2 separate regions of the Bicyclus anynana genome follow, and region 2 is linked to region 1. Evidence: chromatin contacts called from public Hi-C data. All regions are on one chromosome and are shown on one strand. The core of a region is the stretch at or near the end of the contact, and the rest is flanking DNA. Distances in the headings are between cores, read along the strand shown. Region 1 overlaps LOC112050179 (formin-binding protein 1-like). Region 2 overlaps LOC112050179 (formin-binding protein 1-like).

Evidence for each region. Hi-C and Micro-C count contacts between places; a contact is called where the count stands out from the background.
Region 2: a contact with region 1 is called in a Hi-C map of whole body, with 2.1 times the contacts expected there. The contact joins two enhancer-like sites. A contact is called at or near these places in 2 of 2 Hi-C or Micro-C datasets (whole body and whole larva).

The regions. Positions count from the first base shown.
Region 1 is chr4:12,696,318-12,701,881 of ilBicAnyn1.1, reverse strand. LOC112050179 (formin-binding protein 1-like) reads left to right here. Exons shown (of 15, transcript XM_052891505.1): 2 at 4,831-4,946. Among protein-coding and RNA genes, the nearest start is that of LOC112050169, 45 kb to the right of the region's middle. Within about 2 kb of position 3,076, at least 8 of the 8 cell types and tissues checked have open chromatin away from gene starts, as enhancers often do.
Region 2 is chr4:12,749,728-12,754,876 of ilBicAnyn1.1, reverse strand. The region is part of intron 1 of LOC112050179 (formin-binding protein 1-like); the gene reads left to right. Among protein-coding and RNA genes, the nearest start is that of LOC112050179, 24 kb to the left of the region's middle. Within about 2 kb of position 2,101, at least 6 of the 8 cell types and tissues checked have open chromatin away from gene starts, as enhancers often do.

The DNA.
Region 1 (5,564 bases), core at 1,827-4,326:
GCTCCGCTAAGGCTGAGCGCACAATGGAATTTTAATAAGTTAACATCATGCCCTACTGTTTGACGCGAGCCCCACTTTTGGTATAATAAGCGCTTTAACAAATCCGTGCAATGTAAATTAGGAACCTTCACTGTTATACGGTTTATGTAGGTAAAACATGCACAGGACACAAAGCATGTAGGGAAGTATTGTCACAGAAAACATATGTACAAGGTATAATTGTTAACAAGAGAGAAAACAGCCCGAAATGAATGTAGGAGCTGTCTTTTTTATGACTATTAATTATTATTTTAGCTTACTACACTACACTTTAGGTGTTGTAGTTGTATGTAGTAAAGTTTAGTAGACGTTTATTTATTTACTAGCGGACGCCCGGGACTTCGTCAGCGTATTCAGTTTTTCACAAATCCCACGGGAACCATGGATTTATCCGGAATTAAAAGTAACCTATGTGTTAATCATTTATCTTCGTTTTAAATCGGTTCAGTAATAACGGCTTTATAGAGTTGCTAACTTCCACACAAACATCCATAAACGTTTATAATATTAGTAGGATTATAGATAAAAATCAATTGCCAAAATGTAGAGTACTTGCATCGCTGGCTGGACCAATTTTGAAAAAAGTTATTGTATTTTAGAGTGGCATTTCATAACAAACAAATAAACCTCGCTTATTGATGTAACTTGTTCTATAGCATTATTCTGTGAAGAAGTCGTGTCTAGTTATACATTTTTACAAAAAACGTGTAGTTAGGTTCCTCATAGCGCTTCGATCGAGTTATTTTTCTATTTACAATTTCTACTATTCCGAACATAAGAGTACAAGGATTGTTAAGATATCAAGCTTGATCTAAACTATCCCTTAGAAGTAATGAGAAGCGACAGTGCAGTATGCAGGACGTATAATATAGAGTAGTCCGCAATAGGTTAACAATAGTAGGATATTGCCCGATGTCAGCCGTGGTTCAATATCGACCGACACGAACATGGAAATTTTAATAAAAGAGCAATAGAAATGGCGTGTTCCACTCCAAATTAGAAAGACGAATGTCGCAGATGGATACCTTCCATCTGAAGTGTCGAGATAGAGTGAGTGAGTAGGTACCTACTCCAATATAAAAGCAAAAAGTTATAATTTAAACAAAAAGTTGTGGACGGGTCGAACGCCACCAGTTCACTAAAGCCGACCGTACGACGAGCGCCTCATGCAAGCCACAAACGGTCAATAATTCTCACGTTTCTGTAGCATCCACGACTATAATTGACAGTGTGTTGGTCACTGCGTACATGACATTAGTAGTATGCCGCGTGGGTACTGCCGTTTGCTTTTCAGAAACGTGAGAATAGTTGACCGTTTGTGGCTAGCATTATATCGCAAGTCGCTGCATCCCAATCGCTCCCCCTTACTGACTCCCACTTTCACGGAAATAAGTCGCGCCACCTAGCGTAGGCACGAGCCAACATATGATCGAGCGATGTCATATGCGTCTCAGACTACTATTTCACTAATCGAACGTAACGACTTAGTTGAAAATTACAATACAGAGGATTAAGGTATTATGTTTTTCTTGAATTTTAGAGATGTATTTGTCACCTATGCGGCGATAAGATCCCACGTACACGCCATTTCTATTATATTAAGATTCCTATGGTCGCGGCGCACGCAAAGCGTTGGAAATATGGATTGTTATTATAACAATCCATGTTTCGTTGTCCCCTCCCCTGTCCCCGTGGAATATGTAACGAAATGTTTATATATGAACAACGACAACTTCGATTAGTGCAGTCATGTGAAAATGATTTTCATGTTTTGATTAATTTGGTGATGGAATAAGAAATTATTTCGCACTACTTAATTAATATCTGAATCACAGGGGACTATTAGATGAATTTGATAGAAATACTTGTATGTTCTGCAATATACATTTGATTACATACTTACCTATAACAGATCTGATATTTTAAGCATAATAAAAAAACGGTTTTTTTAATACCATGACGATACAAATAATTGCATTAGTAATTTTTAATTAGTAAAAAATTTCGACTTTGTAAAATTTTCAATTATTTTTCTTATATTGAAATTTCAGCAGATTAATTACAGGACATCCTGTATGTTAGCGATATAGCGTATGTTACTCCCTGATAATAATTTAGCTTTCAATTGGTAAAATTCGGCGGTTCCGTAATTTCAAAACCTAGTCGTAACAAACAATACAAAAAAACAATATAATAGCTATTACTTTGCATGTCCTGCGCCTTTCAACTTCAGCTTCAGGTGGTTGATAACCTTAAGTCCAATATTAGGCCTATAATGGTAAGCGTCCACTGATTCGCACCGAACGCGTCTCATCAAACGGATTTATAATTGTAAGGTAGATAAAATCCGTACGATGTGAATCAGTGGACGCACTTCATGCGACGCGAAAATCCGTTTCATGCGACGCGTCCGATGCGTACGATGCGGATTTGTGGACACCTACCATAATAGAGCGACGAGTTATTTAAAAATTGTGACAGGAAAACTGTTTAATTAATAATAACAATTATGTATTATGTTAATAGACATTAATTTCGTAATGGTTATCACGTGGCGGTTTCAGACGAATATTAGCTGTTTTTAGAAAAAAAAACTGCTGTAATAAGGGTCGCCTGCAGACTTATTATCTTTAACGTATGCTAGTTAACATACTAATAAAACCGTCATCCGGTGCTTACTGGTGGATATCTCACAGTAGGTAAATGACATTTTGTCAATTGATTTGATGATTATTTTAATAGGTTGATAATAAAGACCAACATAGTGAATAGACCAGCTGGTCATGTAGAGGTAATAAATAGTGGGCTGCCTATAATGATGATAATATTATTGCATTCTCAGTAAAGATACGCAGGTATATCAATCGAACTGCTTCAGAAAATTGTCCTAATTTAGCTTCCATACTTTCATCCACACATACAGGACAAGTAAAAGCTTGTAATAAAGTTTATGTTTACGTGTCATTGTCCTCAGCAAGCCTGAGTCAAGCACGAGTCAAGGACACACTCGTGTTATAGGAGGCGCTTCGTATGCGTTTTTGCACCTTATCTATACACTGATAACATACTGTGGGGTAGACGGATACTGATATTTTGATGTAGGTATGTATATGTATTTCTGCGCAGTTTATTAAAAATAAATGCAATCTCTTAAAGCAGGAAACGCGTAGGTGGATTTTTTTTTTATTTTGTTTTATAATGGTTTAGGCCCAATCTGCTGGCTTATTCGCTAACGCGGTATCTTTCGGAAAATAAAGTCAAAAGAGTATTTTTGATGATATTCGTGCAATGCAACTTTTTTGAGTTATGTAAAATTGGTATTAGATTATTAGTAGGTAGTAGGTTGCAAAATGAGGTTTATTAAAACACGAGTGTTTTAGTACCATAAAATATTTTTAAAATGCCCTGCACTGTACTCATCAACCTAAGGTAAAGAGATAGCAAACCTTTCGTGGTGAACGTACCATTTCTTATCACAAATATATACTCAAGAGGCACAATTATCCGCCCACTTTAATATACCCGCATCATTTTAAAGAGGGCGTATAATTGTGCCTCTGAGTATAGTTGACTAAGAGAATGAGAAGTAACAAATTAAAAAAAAAATAACGGTTAAGAAAATGTTCATATTCGCCTTGACTATTTTAAGATTTCAGTTTCATTTGCCTTATCATATTGAGCCAACATTTATTGTTTTACCCGACTGAGAGTTCGGGCGTGTCTTTTTGTTTTGTCTGAATAGATCCATATGTGCGGTTTCAATATAAATACATATTATTTAAAATGTATATTGTTTATTATTTTTAACATTACTCATAAGCTTTGTAATAAAAACATTCATTGTGGTGTGTTCAGCAAACGAGATATGAGTTTTGCGTCAGTTCCTGATGACCGCATATCGCGATCCGCATCCTCCAATTTTCGCCGTCATGACCCAGTTGTAATGATGCGTGAGTTTAGGTTCGATTCCCGGACATAAAACATGCGTCTTAATTTTATGGGATATTATTTTGTCTTTTGTGAAGATTTTGATAACCATATTTTGTTAATGCAATGTGGAGTAAGCCAAACTGAACTCTACTATATTATAGTATACCTATACGTTTATACCTACGTATAGAATAAAAACATACCGTCATTATAATTCTAACGTCTGGAACATTTTTATAATTGATTACTATCAAGTTAATTTTCCGTGAGTAGCGTCATCTTCATGATACGCTAATTTTTTTTATTTACGAAAATTCTTGATTCTGGTAGCTAACTGAGTTACCAGGTAATGAAAGCGTGTCGGAAAGAGATAATGTACAACACAATTTGTAGGACATTGTTGCTGTTAAGTTGTATAATTATTAATTAAGCAACAGTAAAAAAATAGCTGACTATTAATTAGAAGTAGGCGGAAGATCAATATGAATACAGAATAATTGATTTCTTTTGCTATTTTTGGGAAATACCGCCAGATCAAAGTGGTCATAATAAACAAAATAAATGAACAAAAAAGATTTCCTTGATTGATTGACGTGTCACATAATATTCAAATTAAAGTTAAAAATACCACAATCACAGGTTTTTTTTTTAAATATTATAATTATGCATTACAATTTTTTTAGATTGTTGATGGATTATTTTATATTTATTTAATTTTTTGTAATGTTTATTTTTTGACTGCATGTAGCAGTGAAAGCTTTCTTCAATTGCAGCAATTATACCCTGTCTCTGGCCGTTCATTGCCATGTTTTTCTTTAGTTACAATAACAATGTAATAATATAACTTTTCTCTTGTTACAGGATCAATATGATAACTTAGCCGCCCATACACACAAAGGAATTGAATTCTTAGACAAATATGGAAACTACGTGAAGGACAGATGCGCGATAGAATTAGAATATGCAGGGAAACTCAGGTAATTTAACCATTTGCCTTGATCTTGATCTTTTACTGCAACGTAAAATTACTGTAGTTGCATTATTTCTTAATAACTACTTGTATTTTTCGATGTCTATAAATAAGTAGAGAACATCGTACCAATAGAATGAGAGTTTGTTTGTTAGTTAACGACTACGCCTCCAGTGAAAAGCTATATTATCAGCAAGTAATACAAGTTATATTTTATCCCCGTGTTCCCACGAGAACGGGAACTACGGGAGTGAAACCGCGGGAGTCAGCTAATCACACTAATGATAATTATTATACATATAGGCGAAAGTTTGTGTGTGTGTGTTAGTTCCTCCTTTACGATGCGGCTACTGCGAAGCGATTTGGCTGAAATTTGGGGTAGAAATAGATTTTACTTTTGATCAACACATGGACTACTTTTCATCCCGGATAAATCCATGGTTCCCACGGGATTTGTGAAAAACAGAATTTCTTACGAACGGTACATATTAAAAATGACATATCCATTTCACATATCCATATTACATAATAGTATATAACATAATGTAATATAGTGTTATGTAAAAATAAAAGGATATACATATATGAATAAATTAAATAGGATGCCATCTAAACCTGTCTCGCT
Region 2 (5,149 bases), core at 852-3,351, 54 kb before region 1:
ATTGTTAGCCCTCATTCGCACGAGAGTTTTTTTAACGGACGTTAAAAAAGCGTTCAAATACAACAAATGTATTGCCAAGTATACGTTCACTAAAACACGACGATTTTTTTCGAGTAGTGGTGCATTTGCAATTTTGGGTGTTGGAAATAGACCTTCATTTAGCTTTATATTACACTAATGGACACCCGCGACTTCCTCCGCGTTAAACTCTATGTAAACTTTCAACTACCCATAGCCCTCTACCCCCACACTTTTTTTTTTCTGTTATAAGAACCTTCTCCTGACAATAACAAATACATAAAAAAACAGTGAAATCGGCCAATCCAGTCCAGCCGTTTACTGATGGCGTGATCAAGGGATATATGGATTCATTTTGATATAATAATATAGATTTAATCGCTTTTTTAACGTCCGTTGAAGAAAACTCTCGTGCGAATGAGGGCTTAAGATGTGTTTTCGAAGGGTTAAAATTAAATTCGGTTATTGGCTCTGCTTCATGTTTCTATTACATTGAACTGTTTATGTTGTATAGCTGGCTATGTTGAGCACGTGCCGGCTATACGGAAGCGAGAATTTCGTAGGAAATTTTATTCATCTGATCGTTTCTGTGTTGTTTACATACGGTAAGGGCGGTTACTCACTGCATCTGATCTGAATCCGTGAAAATATGTTCCGATGAGTCATAGATTTGTATGCATTACCAATCTGACTTCCATCATTTAACTTCTCGTCGTCATTCATGAGAATCATCATCATCGTCATCATCATCATCACATCACAGTCGATACGTACACTGCTGGACCCATGTCCAGCAGTGTACATCCATCGATCGACGTCCAGTCTCTTGCGTGGATTTCCAAACACCAAGGTCTCGAGCCGACAAAATCCAGCGGCTCCCTGCAACCCACTTGATGTCCTCGGACCACCTATTGGGGGCCGACTAATACTGCGCTTTCCGATGCGGGTCGCCATTCCAGTACCTTACCCCAACGTCCATCGGCTCTTCGAGCTATGTGGTCTGCCCTTTACCACTTCAGCTTCGTGAGAATACCTCGTTTTAAATCGAATAACTTGGATTTAAATCAGTGAACGCATTAGTGCGAATATTCGAATTCGGTCCGATCGGGTACAGTGTGTAACCGCCCTAAACTAAAGGTTTACGTTCAAGTTCGAGGTTATTCACTTGTTTAAAACGTTAGCACTCGGTCTGGTTTCGTGTTAATGGTAAGAATTTTTAGTTTCCAATTCATGTTTAAATATAGTTTTCTTTGGAGTTGTTATCTGTTGAATTGGATATTACCCAATACAATACATTTGTAATCCAATCACCCTGTGAAGCCGGATTGTAAAAATATTGTGAGAATACATAATTACAGTTGTACTATTTTTATTGTTGTTATTGCATTAGAAATCTCTATGTTATTAGCAATCTGCCCCAGCTTTATAGCGACATTTGAGTGCAGTAGAAATGAGACTGGTCAGCGTCAGCAGATTAGTAAACATAAAGTGATGGTTTTGTTTAATCATAATCTATACTAATATTATAAAGCTGAAGAGTTTGTTTGATTGAACGCGCTAATCTCAGGAACTACTGGTCCGATTTGAAAAATTATTTCAGTGTTAGATAGCCCATTTATCGATGAAGGCTATAAGGATATATATTTTATCCCCGTATTCCTACGGGATCGGAAATGATCAATTATGATCGTATTTTGTTTTCCACCAGCCAGCCAAACAGATCATGACTGATGTATGGGTTCGAAACTAGTCGGGCATACTCCGACGTTGTATCACGTGAATTTAAGCCGTGTTTCAATAATCAATTAATATAAATAACACTCACGATAGTTTCAATTCTAAAATGGTTAGTTATTGCTGTGTTAAAATAACCGCTTTGTTGATACACATATAATATCGCCCGGTCGCGTAATAATGAGGTCATTAGGAGAATTTTCCGGTTGTAGTTTGGCGAATTAAACGTTTGCTAACATTGTTAGTTATGTGTTTTGTTGACTATCGATGCGTAATTCACAAACCTTCATTGCGGAATTTTTGCAATATCAAGGTCGTTTAGGTAGATAGTTGTTGGATGGGTTTGCCTTGACTATAATCAAGTACCTAATGCGACTGTGGAAGAAGTCTTGTAGTCTAAGTGTATCATATTGTAATGTGCATGTTGTACCTACGAGTAAAGGTCCGTTTATATCTACAGATACAGTGCGTCACAGACATGTAGCGTGGCAGACACCCACAGACTGTCTATTCACAATGCCTAACAGAGGTATCTAGAGATTAAAGCCGGATTTATATTTGTCTGACGTTTCGTGTCGTGATGCATCAGAACAGAGTCGGTATGATACATTTTGTATGCTGCACATCAGAAGTCATCACAACATGTCACAACACATAAGTGTAAACGTTGCCATATAAAATGTATGATACCGATTCTGTTCTGTGTCACTACACGATACGTCAAACAAATATAAATCCGGCTTTAAAGTCCTTTTAATGAAAGATGGCCCCTCAGACGCGGCGCTAATGTCTTATTGGCGCTCATTGTCTTTTTGTATTTGAGGTCTTATTATCATTTGTGTAAGACGTTGTCAATTTTAGTTCAGGTTTTATGAAAAGGACTCTACCGACAGACAAAAAGACAAAATATTCTTTCCGCCCGTGTCTGTCAACTTCCGCGCGGTCATACGATATATATAAATATGTTAATAAAGTAATAAACACGGTATGGAAGAATAAAATCAAAAATCATATATATTTCAAGTAGGCTCAGTTTACAAGCACTTTTGATGCGTCAGTTGACTATTAATGTAAAGAATATACCATCGTTTCGGAAGGCAGGTTCTTTTAAAAAAAAAATCAAATCTATATTATTTTGTCTGCCACGGCACGTGTCTGGCACGCTAAATGTCTGTACATATAGACGGATCTTTAATGTCTCGTGCCTATAAAACTCAAAACGAAGACAGAATAATCTCAATATATTATCTCAATATATATTGGTAAATATTGGTATTTATCGCATAAGGTACACGCTTTTGGTGAAGTTGGATATATCAAGTCCACCGCACATAGGTATGTAGGTGCTTGTACGTTTGAGCCGGCTGAAATGCGAAGGTCGTTTGCATATTTTCAATCAACATAGAATGCCGTTTTAATCTTTTACTAATCGAGTTCGAGTTTATGTACTTATTTGTAAGTCAGTTATGGCTCCACTATTGGCTTGCACGAGTAGGTGGTTTATTTTGCTACTGCATGGTTTTAGTTTTTTTTTCATTCTTTCCAAGTTAGCCCTTGACTAATCTCATCTGATGGTAATGGCTGGTGGGAGACTTCGGCCGTGACTAGATACCACCCTACCGGCAAAGACGTACCGCCAAGCGGTAAAACGTTTCGATACGATGTCGTGTAGAAACGGAAAGGGGTATGGATATTCATCCTCCTCCTAACAAGTTAGCCCGTTTTCATCTCAGATTGCTTACCATCAAGTGAGATTGTAGTCAAGGGCTTACTTGTAAAGATAGAAAAAGGAGTGATGATACAGTCTAAGATGGTAGCGGGCTAAGTTGTTAGGAGAAGGATGAAAATCCACACCCCTTTCGGATTCTACACGACACTCAATTGATTGTTTGCAAAGGATGGTTTGCAAAAACATTTCTATTATTTTAGTGTTTCCACAGATTTCTCAGAAGAAGAGGTTAATTTGATCGTTTTAATTTTTTTTTGGGTAACTTACTTGTCGTATTTTTATTAAAATAAAAATCAGAAGGTACATATTATACGAGTATTTATCATTTTTTTTTTAACCTGACATTTTTACACATTCTCACATTGTGCTATGTTATAACTATGACTGAAGTACAAAGACATTTTCGCAAAAGCAAAGTTAGCGTCAGTATGTGTTGAGGCGCTAGTTAAAAATAATTTACATAATAAGTTAAAATTAGCAATTAGCAACAATAATATACAATAGCTACATGCCATCCTATGAGAATATTATACTATACAGAGGGCCTAGTGGCAGTCTGATACTGTTACTGTCACGTAACGTAAACGCGAATTTCTAAGGAATTGAAACAGCGCCATCTAGTGGCACTACTGCACAACTGTTTCAATTCCATATAAATTTGCGTAAACGTCAACGTGATAGTAACAGTATGAAAATATTGAAAACTCCCACTAGGCACACTGTTTGCAAATATAACGCGGCGTTAATGTAATACGAACAACTTTATCTCGCAGGATCGAGTGATCTGATCGTGAGAAAAATTGTTACGGGCTAGATAAATATCTAAACTTATCAATTCAATATAATATATATAAAGTTTTAATAAAATAGTGTTATCTTATCAGTACCGCCGAATATTTGTTTGTAGAACGCAAAATATTACGTTGTTTACATCTATTTATACCTGAATACGGTTATATTTATATATATAGCGGTTTTATTTTTAGGATAGCTGTGAAGGTATGCCATATACATCCTGTATATGGCATACCTCTAAACAATCGTCTAAAATAACGCAGTATATGTTAGCCGAAATTTTACGGTTTTTAAGTTATATTGATTTTTGTTCAAACCATGTTCATTTAATATAAATTCGAAAGATGTATAAAACATTAGTGCATTATTTTCAAACACTTCGTTACAATTATTGCTATTTTTGTTCCGAAAGCGTTTGATTATGTAAAAATCGTTACTTATTAAAATTTGTTCCTGTCACTTAAACGAGACACCCTGTATACGCTGTATACGTAAGTAATACCAGTGATAGTGGTATATGATCACGTCTATGCTTTAAGTTGTTTTTATGGTAGGCGATGAATAAAATAGCTAAGCACAATATTGAGTGATCTACGGGAGTGTGTAGAACATCAGAGTATCAGCGATGAGAGATCAGAGTATCATCAGAGTACCACATAAACGTAGATAACATCCATAGTTTAGAACTTACTTTAGTTAGCAGTTGCAAGTTTTGCCATCAAACTCGTAAGGGCCTCTCTTAGGACGTTACTCTGTAAGCTTATAAAAGCTTTCTAGAGTAAAATACTTAGCTTCAAGGCCTTTTTAGTGTCTCGTTACTGTTTTGTTGTTGTTGTTTTAATTTGTATTCATACGAGATACGGCTATAAAGAT